Linked DNA regions of Sus scrofa: regions 1 and 2 are each linked to region 3. A link is a contact called in public HiChIP or PLAC-seq data. All regions are on one chromosome and are shown on one strand. The core of a region is the stretch at or near the end of the contact, and the rest is flanking DNA. Distances in the headings are between cores, read along the strand shown.

What was found. HiChIP or PLAC-seq counts read pairs in DNA pulled down with a chosen protein or histone mark.
Region 1: a contact with region 3 is called in an H3K27ac HiChIP or PLAC-seq map of skeletal muscle. The contact joins two enhancer-like sites. A contact is called at or near these places in 10 of 47 Hi-C or Micro-C datasets (blood, embryonic fibroblasts, epiblast stem cells and 6 more) and 2 of 2 datasets of contacts at active chromatin or transcription factors (alveolar macrophages and skeletal muscle).
Region 2: an H3K27ac HiChIP or PLAC-seq map of alveolar macrophages shows a contact between it and region 3. The contact joins two enhancer-like sites. A contact is called at or near these places in 4 of 47 Hi-C or Micro-C datasets (blood, mesenteric adipose tissue and skeletal muscle) and 2 of 2 datasets of contacts at active chromatin or transcription factors (alveolar macrophages and skeletal muscle).

What each region holds. Positions count from the first base shown.
Region 1 is chr2:134,520,417-134,523,263 of Sscrofa11.1, reverse strand. It overlaps P4HA2 (prolyl 4-hydroxylase subunit alpha-2), which reads left to right. Exons shown (of 18, transcript XM_021085438.1): 7 at 124-275. Among named protein-coding and RNA genes, the nearest start is that of PDLIM4, 34 kb to the left of the region's middle. Within about 2 kb of position 1,408, at least 36 of the 83 cell types and tissues checked have an H3K27ac peak or open chromatin away from gene starts, as enhancers often do. A contact at or near this core is called in embryonic fibroblasts, omental adipose tissue, skeletal muscle and 1 more, where this site is marked.
Region 2 is chr2:134,501,664-134,504,767 of Sscrofa11.1, reverse strand. It overlaps P4HA2 (prolyl 4-hydroxylase subunit alpha-2), which reads left to right. Exons shown (of 18, transcript XM_021085438.1): 18 at 2,088-2,558. The coding sequence ends at 2,158. Among named protein-coding and RNA genes, the nearest start is that of PDLIM4, 53 kb to the left of the region's middle. Within about 2 kb of position 1,822, at least 7 of the 83 cell types and tissues checked have an H3K27ac peak or open chromatin away from gene starts, as enhancers often do. A contact at or near this core is called in alveolar macrophages, where this site is marked.
Region 3 is chr2:134,365,601-134,368,338 of Sscrofa11.1, reverse strand. The region is part of intron 3 of LOC102167059 (a long non-coding RNA gene); the gene reads left to right. Among named protein-coding and RNA genes, the nearest start is that of CSF2, 12 kb to the right of the region's middle. Within about 2 kb of position 1,343, at least 26 of the 83 cell types and tissues checked have an H3K27ac peak or open chromatin away from gene starts, as enhancers often do. A contact at or near this core is called in alveolar macrophages, embryonic fibroblasts, omental adipose tissue and 2 more, where this site is marked.

The DNA.
Region 1 (2,847 bases), core at 159-2,658, 150 kb before region 3:
GCTGAGGACTCACTGCTTTTTTCTTTCTAGGTAGAGATTCCTTAAATCTCAACAGGGAAATTTTCCCAGGTCAAGAACCATGTGAGTAGGTGTATTAATTTTCCTTTTTCTCTGGTTCCACAGCTGGGCCAGCAAAATGGAAGCCCTGACCAGCCAGTCGGCTGCTGACCCTGAGGGCTACCTGGCCCACCCTGTGAATGCCTATAAACTGGTGAAGCGGCTGAACACAGACTGGCCTGTGCTGGAGGACCTCGTCCTGCAGGACTCGGCTGCAGGTGGGGGACAGTGAGCAGGTGCTCGCACCTGGGGAGTGTGGGGTCTGAGCCTGTGCTGGGTGGGGACATTGAGGGACATGTGCGCTGTGTGAATGTGGAGCCTGCCGGTCCCATGGCTCTCTCTTCTCTACGGGGACCTGGCAGTTGGCTGTCCTTGATTTCACTATATATTCATAGTCAGTTCTTGCCTTTTCCCAGTGTTTGCACCACTTTTTCGGTGGTGACTCTTTTCTAGCTATGCTTTAGAAATACATTTTTATAGAGAAGTTGGAAAATACTGAAGCAGTCATGTAAGAAAACTACAAATCTTACTCCACTTGCCTAGTGATCATTGCTGTTATAATTCTAGTCTTTTTACACTTGCTATATACATTTGAAAAAACGGACCATGCCTGTGTACCAGGGGATGCAAACTCACTTGCTGCGAGGGACCATGTGAATGGACAAAAGTGAGTTGAGTGGCCTGAGGGGTCGGCCAGTGCAAGCTGGGGAGCATGGGCCTCATCTGAATTCATTATCATTCGTATCTTTTTGAAATAAAATGTATCTATTAGTAGATTTGTGATGTAAGCATATTCTGTTTTCATGAATTTTTCAACTTCTCTACATGTCGTTTAAATGTTCTTCTGCGACCTGATTTTAATAGCTGGACAGTATTATATCATTACTGATGTAGTGTAAAACTGGTAAGGTCAGCGGACATGGAATTGTTTCTAAATTATCAGCAATATTACACATATCTTTGTGCCCATTTCTGATTATTTTGTTATGATAAATTCCTGAAAGTAGTATTTGCAGGTCAGAGGATGACTTTTTTTTTTTTTTTTTTTAAAAAAACTTCAGCTGTGCTTGGGGCTTTAACTGTGGTAGGACTTTCTACGGTCGACTATTTTCCAGTCAGCAGGAGATGGTGTGGCACGCCTGGAGGTGGGCCCTCCTGATTCCAGCCTTGGGCCCAGCTCCCCTGGACTCGCTGCCTCTTCTCCCTGAGTTGGAAGTGCTGATTAACTTCAGCCTAGTGGTCTCTGGCTGAGGCATTTTAGCCCATGTGGCTAGCGTGGGCTGGGCTTGGCTGGGAGCAGGGTGGCCTCTGGGAAGGAATTGGTGAGCTCAGCCGGGCTGGAGCTGTGCCCAGTGAACTCACTGCCTCCAGAAGCCTTGGCTGCCTTTGCCAGAGCCCTGTCTTCCAGCCTGAGCCCATGGCTCAGAACTGGCTGTTCTGCCTGCAGTGTGGGAGAAGAAGCCTGTCCAGATGATCGCCTGCTCTCCAGTCTTGTTCTTCCTTCCCAGCCCCCTCCGTCAACATCTGGTTTCTTTGGAAAACCTTATAATTACTCGAAGGGAGAGAGGACCGCCCCGGAGAGCAATCGGTTGTTTTCACCTCTTGCTTTTCAGAGTTCCTGCCCCTGAAATGGGGAGGGAGGAGGCAGGGAGACATGCTGGCATTGTGGCTTTTTCTGGAAGCATTTCCCCCCCTGGACTGTAAACCCTTAGAGTCCCTGACCATGCAGCCATGAGGAAGACAGGGTTGCAGTGTCTCAGTCTCTCAGTCCCCAGGCCTGGCTGGAAGTGGGTGAGTGAGCCTGAGGTCGTAAGAGTTGGTGGTTGTGGATGTTGCTGCTCTGGGGAAGAGGCCAGAGGAGAAATGGCCTTAGAATTAATTCCCCTTTCATTTCTCAGCTCACGAGCACACCTGAAGCCCCTGAATCAGCACGGGAGGGCCTGCTCTCCACCCCACCCACCCCAGAGTTCCTCAGGTTGCAGGAGGTGCCTGTCTTGCTTTACAGCTAGTGCTTGGAGTCCCAGAACAGCTTCCTTGGATACTGCTTTTGTTGGGGCTCTCCCAGGCTCCAGGCTGTGGTCTTGAGCACTGCAATTGGGTCATTCCTGCCCTGAGCTCATTGCAGGTCTGAGTGGTGGGAGGACCCTAGAAAGCAGAGTAAAGTCCAGTGTGGGACCATGCCAGGCTTGTGCAGTCCCAGCTCAATACTCGGCCTGGTCAGATGGTCCTCTAGTCCCTAGTCTGGGGGTGGAGACAGTTCCAGACACTTCCAGGACACTTCCGGTCGTCATCAGCTGTCTGGATGATAAGATCCATTGGCCAGTAATGAGTGACCAGCTGGGCTTTCTGACTTGGCTGCCTCGGTCCCTGGGGCTCTTCACCCTGAAATATGGGCTGGGAGTCTGTGATTACCTGGCCAGCCCAGTAATCGTGGATCTAGGTTTTCCATGTGACTCATTTTCACTGAGTGTTCATCAGGTCCTCCCTGAGTTTGAGCCTGTATCCCTGTCAGTTACCCTCACTGTCCTCTATCCCTTTTATTGTCACTCAATCTGATTGAGTGCTTTGTAGCCAAGACTCTCAGATGGCCACATGTTAGTATGAGGAGCCCATTCTGGTTAGTTCCAAATGAGCAGCACTGGCAATTGGTACAGTGGGGAGTAAGAAAGGAGAGGTCTTCCTGGATTGGAGGCACCAGGGAGGGCTTCCTGGAGGAAGGGGAGCAGCCTTTGAAGGAAGAGTCAGAGACATTGCACTAGCCAGAGACCCTCCAGTGGGCCCCTGTCTGGT
Region 2 (3,104 bases), core at 573-3,072, 140 kb before region 3:
CACAAAGCCAAGACTGTCTCCCATTTTGAGATACAGTTTTTTGGATTTTTTTTCCTGCTCACTGGTAGTCCCACCCAGCCATGTAGCTGTCCCCTCAGCTGGTTATGTGCCAAGAGAGCTGTTTGGGAACTTACTCAGAGATGCCTAGAGAGCTAAGGAAGCCCTGAGGAAGAATATCGAACAAGCATCATAGGTTCAGGGTGACCCCGTGGAAGAGTGGACTCTGGCAAGGATTTGAGGGCAAAGTGGGGGAGAACTGGAGACATAGGAAGGGGTGTCCCACGCAGGCAAAACACATGTGGAATAAGGTCTAGGCTAAAACCAGCGTCAGAGGTATGAGTAAGGACTGGCTGCCTTTGCCTCTTGTATTCGGGGAGGCCTGTGGCACAGGGATCAAGAGATGAGGCTTAAACTGAACCCCAGATGTGGCTGGGCCCGAACCATGGAGGCTGAAACTTGAGCCTTGTTCTGGAAGCAGCCCTGGTGAGCTATGGGAAGGCTCGAACCAGGATGTGACAGGGGTGGTCACAAAGAGAGTGTATAGCCCCCTGGGAGAGTTTTGGGGATAAATAGTGATAGGTCCACAGAAAATTAAGCAAATGAAAAAGAAAATGAGAAAAGGAAAAAAAGTTGTACAAGAAAGGAAATATAAGTACAGTTGACTCTTGAACAAAGCCGGGGTATGGGGTGTTGACCCTCTGTTTAGTTGAAAATCTGCATGTGATTTATATTCGGCCTTCCATATACGTGGTCCCTCTATAGCCGAGGTTCTGCATTTGTGTATTCAACCGACTGTGAATCACATAGTACTATAGTATTTACTATTAAAAAAAAATCTGCATTTAAGTGGACTCTTGCAGTTCAGATGTGTTGTTCAGGCATCCACTGTATTAATCTATTAGGTAGCTCAGGTGTGAATAATATTTATGTGATATAATAATGGAAATACTAAATATTAATTTAACTGGAACTCGTGATTTAACTGTATTGAGAGATGGGAGGGGAAATATGTATCTAAGAGTGGTATAAAGAATTCCAACTCTCCGACTTCTCCATGGTAGACTGTCAACATATAAGATCTTAAGTTGAAAGTCAAGAAATAGCATTGTAAGTATATTATTTAGAAAAATGAGGATAAATGAACATACAGGAGTTGAATGTTCAGTGGAAGTGGGGTTGGTGGTGGGAAGGGGTAGGTAGGTGATTGCTATTTATCATTATACACCTTGTAGCACGATTTGATTTTTTCAACTGAGTATATCTATTACTTCAAAATTAAGCGCTATAAATTATATTTAAAAATACTGTGACTTCATTAGGATATTAAAATCAATTTTTTATACATTATGAAAGAGTCTATATGGAGTCTATATGAAATTGTCTTTCTTGAGCATTTAAGACACAGCTTTAGATGATAGACAGTGCGAGCACCAGCTCTGCTTCTCTGCTACCCACAGCACAGGTTGATCTGCTGGCCCAGAGCTCCTGAGGTTAACATCTAGGCCCTCCATGATCCTGACAGGCTTCTGTATCTCCTGCCTCTCAGTTGCCACAGGCCACATCCCAATAACATCAGGCTTGTTGGGGTCTTTGACACACACCAGGGTGGCTCATGCCTTGATATCTTTCTCATCCTGTTCCCACTGCCTGGACCCCGTTGGTATAGAAACTGTCTCCCCTGTCCGTCTTCCCTGGGTAACTCCTACTCAGCTTCCTGTCCCAGCCCTGGCATTTCCTCTTCTCCAGCATGTTTAGGTGCCCTTTGGCTCTGTTTCCATGGCAATGTACACACATATATCGCGTGTCACTGACAGATTTTTGTACAGTTATCTTTCTTCCTCACCAGCTCATAAGCAACTTGAGGCCTGAGACCAAGTCTTAGTCATGTCTGATTCCCAGGCTCAGTGGAGGAGTCATCCTGAAGACTCAAGAGAATGGATGTGTGTATATGTGTAACTGAATCACTTTGTTGTACAGCAGAGATTATTATAACATTGTAAATAAACTATACTTCAATAAAAATTTTAAAAATGTTTTGGCTGCCTACCCAGCAACAGATTGGTAACATACTTTTTATCTGTTCACAGTTTCCAATAAGTGGTTCCATGAACGAGGACAGGAGTTCTTGAGGCCATGTGGATCAACAGAAGTTGACTGACATCCTTTTCTGCCCTTCCCCTTCCTGGCCCCATAGCCCGTATTGTCTTCAAGTTCAACATGACAGACCTCCCTGTGTGCTCCAGCCCTTGTCACACGGGTCTTTGGAGGCATGAATGTGTTTCTGGAGCAGAGAGTGGACTGGGGAAGGTTCTGAGTGACATGGGTCCAGTCTCTCCGGTCAGTCTGTGCTATCTCTGGTCCAAGGGTAGTGTTGGAGTGGCTGCAGCAGAGTCAGGCTGTCTAGCACCCAGTAAGGTGCTTTTGTACCTCAGATGCTTTAGGTGTGAGATATTTCAATGAACCAAAGTTCTGATACCTTGTTTACATGTTTGTTTTTATGGAATTTCTATTAATGTGGCTTTAACCAAAAAATAAATTGTCCCTGCCAGAAGCCTTAAGGAGCCTTATTTGAAGTATTTTTTGAGATGGGGAGCTTTTTATCAAGTTCATCATTTCCTACGCATCTTCTCTGTGCATGCAGAATCTGGGTAATGAATACTTTGGTGGCAATACCCTGCTCTTAGGTTCTAGATCCATTTTCAGCACTCTTTTGCCTCCAGGCTTCAGTGTCCTTTCTGGAAAGTGAGGCAGGTTGTCTCTCCTTGCCTCTCAGAGAACATAGAGATCATGTATGTCCATGATTGTGATGCTGTTACAAATTGAAATTTCTTTTTTAAGATTTTTGAGATACATAGAATTGTTTGTGATACGTAGATGTACAGTTTAAAGAATATGAGAGTGCACAGCAGCCCCCGTGTCAGCACCACCTGGGTTAGAGAAGAGATCATCTTCAAATTTCCACCTCAGGAGCCCCCTGTGAGTCCCTGCGTGATCACATCTCTGACCTGCCCCCAGTACCTCAGGGGTAACCATTGTCTAGTGATTTGGGGTAGTCATGCCTTTGCTTTTCTTTGTAGTTTTACCATCTATGTGTACATCCCTAT
Region 3 (2,738 bases), core at 94-2,593:
TCCTATCCCTGTCTGGCATGGAGTCTCTCCCTTTGGCCAGGACCTTTTAGGCCCTCAGGTCATGGAAATGAAGAAAGAAGTTGGCTAATTGGAACTAAGCATCCTCTGATAACCATGAAAGCAGTGGACGACAGCCTCTACCTGGCACTATCCACTATGCCCACAGAGTTTGGACTCACAGTGATCCCCAAGAAGACGTTTCCCAGAACCAGCAGATCCACTGGCCCCAGGAGGGAGATGGGGGAGCCATTCCTGCCCCACAAGATTGGGAATGGGAGATGGTGATGGGGGTATGAGTTGATTCTTGAGTTTGGCTCCAGGGACATTGAGGGCCCAGTCTGCTCCCTTCCTGAGGATCGTGAGACCTGGGGAGTTGTGGCTCTGGAAAGAGTCCCTCAAAGTCTCTGGTTGCAGTGCTAAGGGGGAGAAATTCCAAGAGCCTCTAGGGCTGAGCTCAGGACAGAACTGCTGCCTCCAACAGCAGTAGCTATGTCTTTGCCCATCCCTGCCAAGGACTTAGCTGTCTTTTTATCTACCTCTGTGTCTGTCAGTCTGTCATTACCACCATCCCCCGCTGGTCTCTCCATCTGTCCCTTCCATGCTTTGGCTGAGTCTGTCAGTGCCAGTGATTCTGTCAATGTCTGTCCATTTCTTACTGTTGGCACCCCAGCCTGTTCCCCTGTCTGTCACTGTAATGGGCCTCTTCTATCTGTCTGTCTGCCTGGGACTCCTGGACATTATGGCTGGCTAACACTAAGGAAAGAGCTCCTTCACCATGGGGCTCATGATAATTAGGGGACCCAGGCCCACAGCTATGCCTGGTGATTTTCTTTGGTCTGGAGCCCAAGACTGTGTCTCTCTGTCCCTGAGTGTCAAAAGCACAGGAGCTTTTGGTGTGACTGTGCCTGAGGACATGGCCTAAGGCTCTTGTAGCTTCCTCTGATTTCTACCTGGGTTCCAAAACTGGTTGATGTGCATTTCCAGGGATTGGACCTGTGAGAGGAGGTGTTGGGTCTAACCGAGTCAGAGGCGTTCTGTGAATCTAGGCCAGCTGTTTCTCTGGCCTTAGGGAGGGCTAAAGTTTCTGTTTTAGCTGAAAATCTGGGAGGGCCTATAGCAACTTCCCTAGAGAGACCTCAGTGGGATAAAGGGCCTAAATGTTGTGGGGGTCAGTCAGGGAGACCTTCCTGGGTGTGGAAGGACCAGGGAGACTGTGAGCTACATAGTTTCTGACTCCAAGCTGGAGCTGGAGCAATCGTTGTTGTTTCCCTGGCCTCCACTCTCAGCACATGAAATGACCCCACCCTTTTCCAGCCCTGTTTGCACAAGAGGCCTGGGCAGGAGCCAGGGCCTCCACCAGGACAACTCGGGGCTGCCCCAGGCTCTGGGCAAGAGGAAGTATGACACATTGCCAGAGAACTGGGCTTCCCTCCCTTCTCCTGCTTCCTTTGACATGGTTTCCAAATCCATTTAGTGGGAGAAGGAGCAGGCAGCTTTGCTGACCTTGGCTTCTCAGCTCCCCTGGCTCCTGGGTGACCCAAGGTCATCCTCTTGGCTCACCTCTCACATGCCGTTGTTGATAAGGATCATGATAACAGCATCTCTAGTTGTGTAGAGTACCTTGTAGCCTGGTGCTGATCTTTGCCCCATGGAGCATTTTCTAAACTTTGGGAAAATCATGCTGCTTTTCCATCCTGAGTTCCATAAAACCTGTGAGTATTTCTATTAATCAGAGTGAGAAGAGGCTCACTTTCATTAAACCCTGGAACACAGCCACTACCAGCACCTATGTAGTGAGTGGTCCTCCCCAGACCTGGAAGATGGAGCTTACTTCAGAGCAGAGACCTCACAGTCTCCTAACAGATGATCATGTACCCCTAAGGCCCAGAGGGTGGCTAGGCAAGCCTCGGGATCATTGTTGAGGAGACGGTCCCAGGAGAGTACATATCAACTTCCCGCTGGACACTAGTCTTTGCTACTGGTAGAAAAATATCCGAGGTGCATTCCAGGCACAGGAACCTTGGAGATGGCAGGAGAGCTGCAGCTGGTTCTTGTTCCTAGGGCCCAGGGCTGCTGTGGGGGAGACAGAGGGCTATGCACAGTGAGGCTGGAGGACTCTCAGGGTTGTGGAGCCAGAATGGCAGAGCAGGGTCGCAGTGAGCTTGGAGCTCACACTGAGCCAGTAGGCAACCCGTATAGGACACAGCCAGACTAATGCACTAAAATGTAAGAATGGAAGCACCTCAAGTGCTGGATTCTTTGCAGAGCCTGGCATAGTTCCTGATATTTCATAGGCCTCAGTAAATATGTACTGAATGAATTAGTAGGCGCATGAATCCATCTGGCTACCTGGGGAGAGAAGCAAGAGGGGTCTGTCTTAGAAACAAGTGCCCATGGGGCAGTCGTGGTGGTCATCTGCCTGGGGACAGGTAGTGTAGGGTGGAAAGAAGTAGAGTTGAAAGGATCCGGGAAGGTGAAAGCACCAGGATGTGCTAGGGGACTGACTAGGGACCCAGACCCCAGGAGGACCTCTGGCCTGTTCTCTCCCCTAGGACAGGGGCACATCACAGCTTCCTCAGGCCTCCCAGAGGCTCTGGGGCCAGAGACTTGTGGACGAGGCCTGCGCTCCACAATGTACTGGCAAGAGACTATTCACATCCAAGTCAGACTGGGCCCTTCTCGGGCTAACTCCTCCAAGGAGACCCTGGAGACACTGGAAGTGGAGGCAGCAGCCCCAC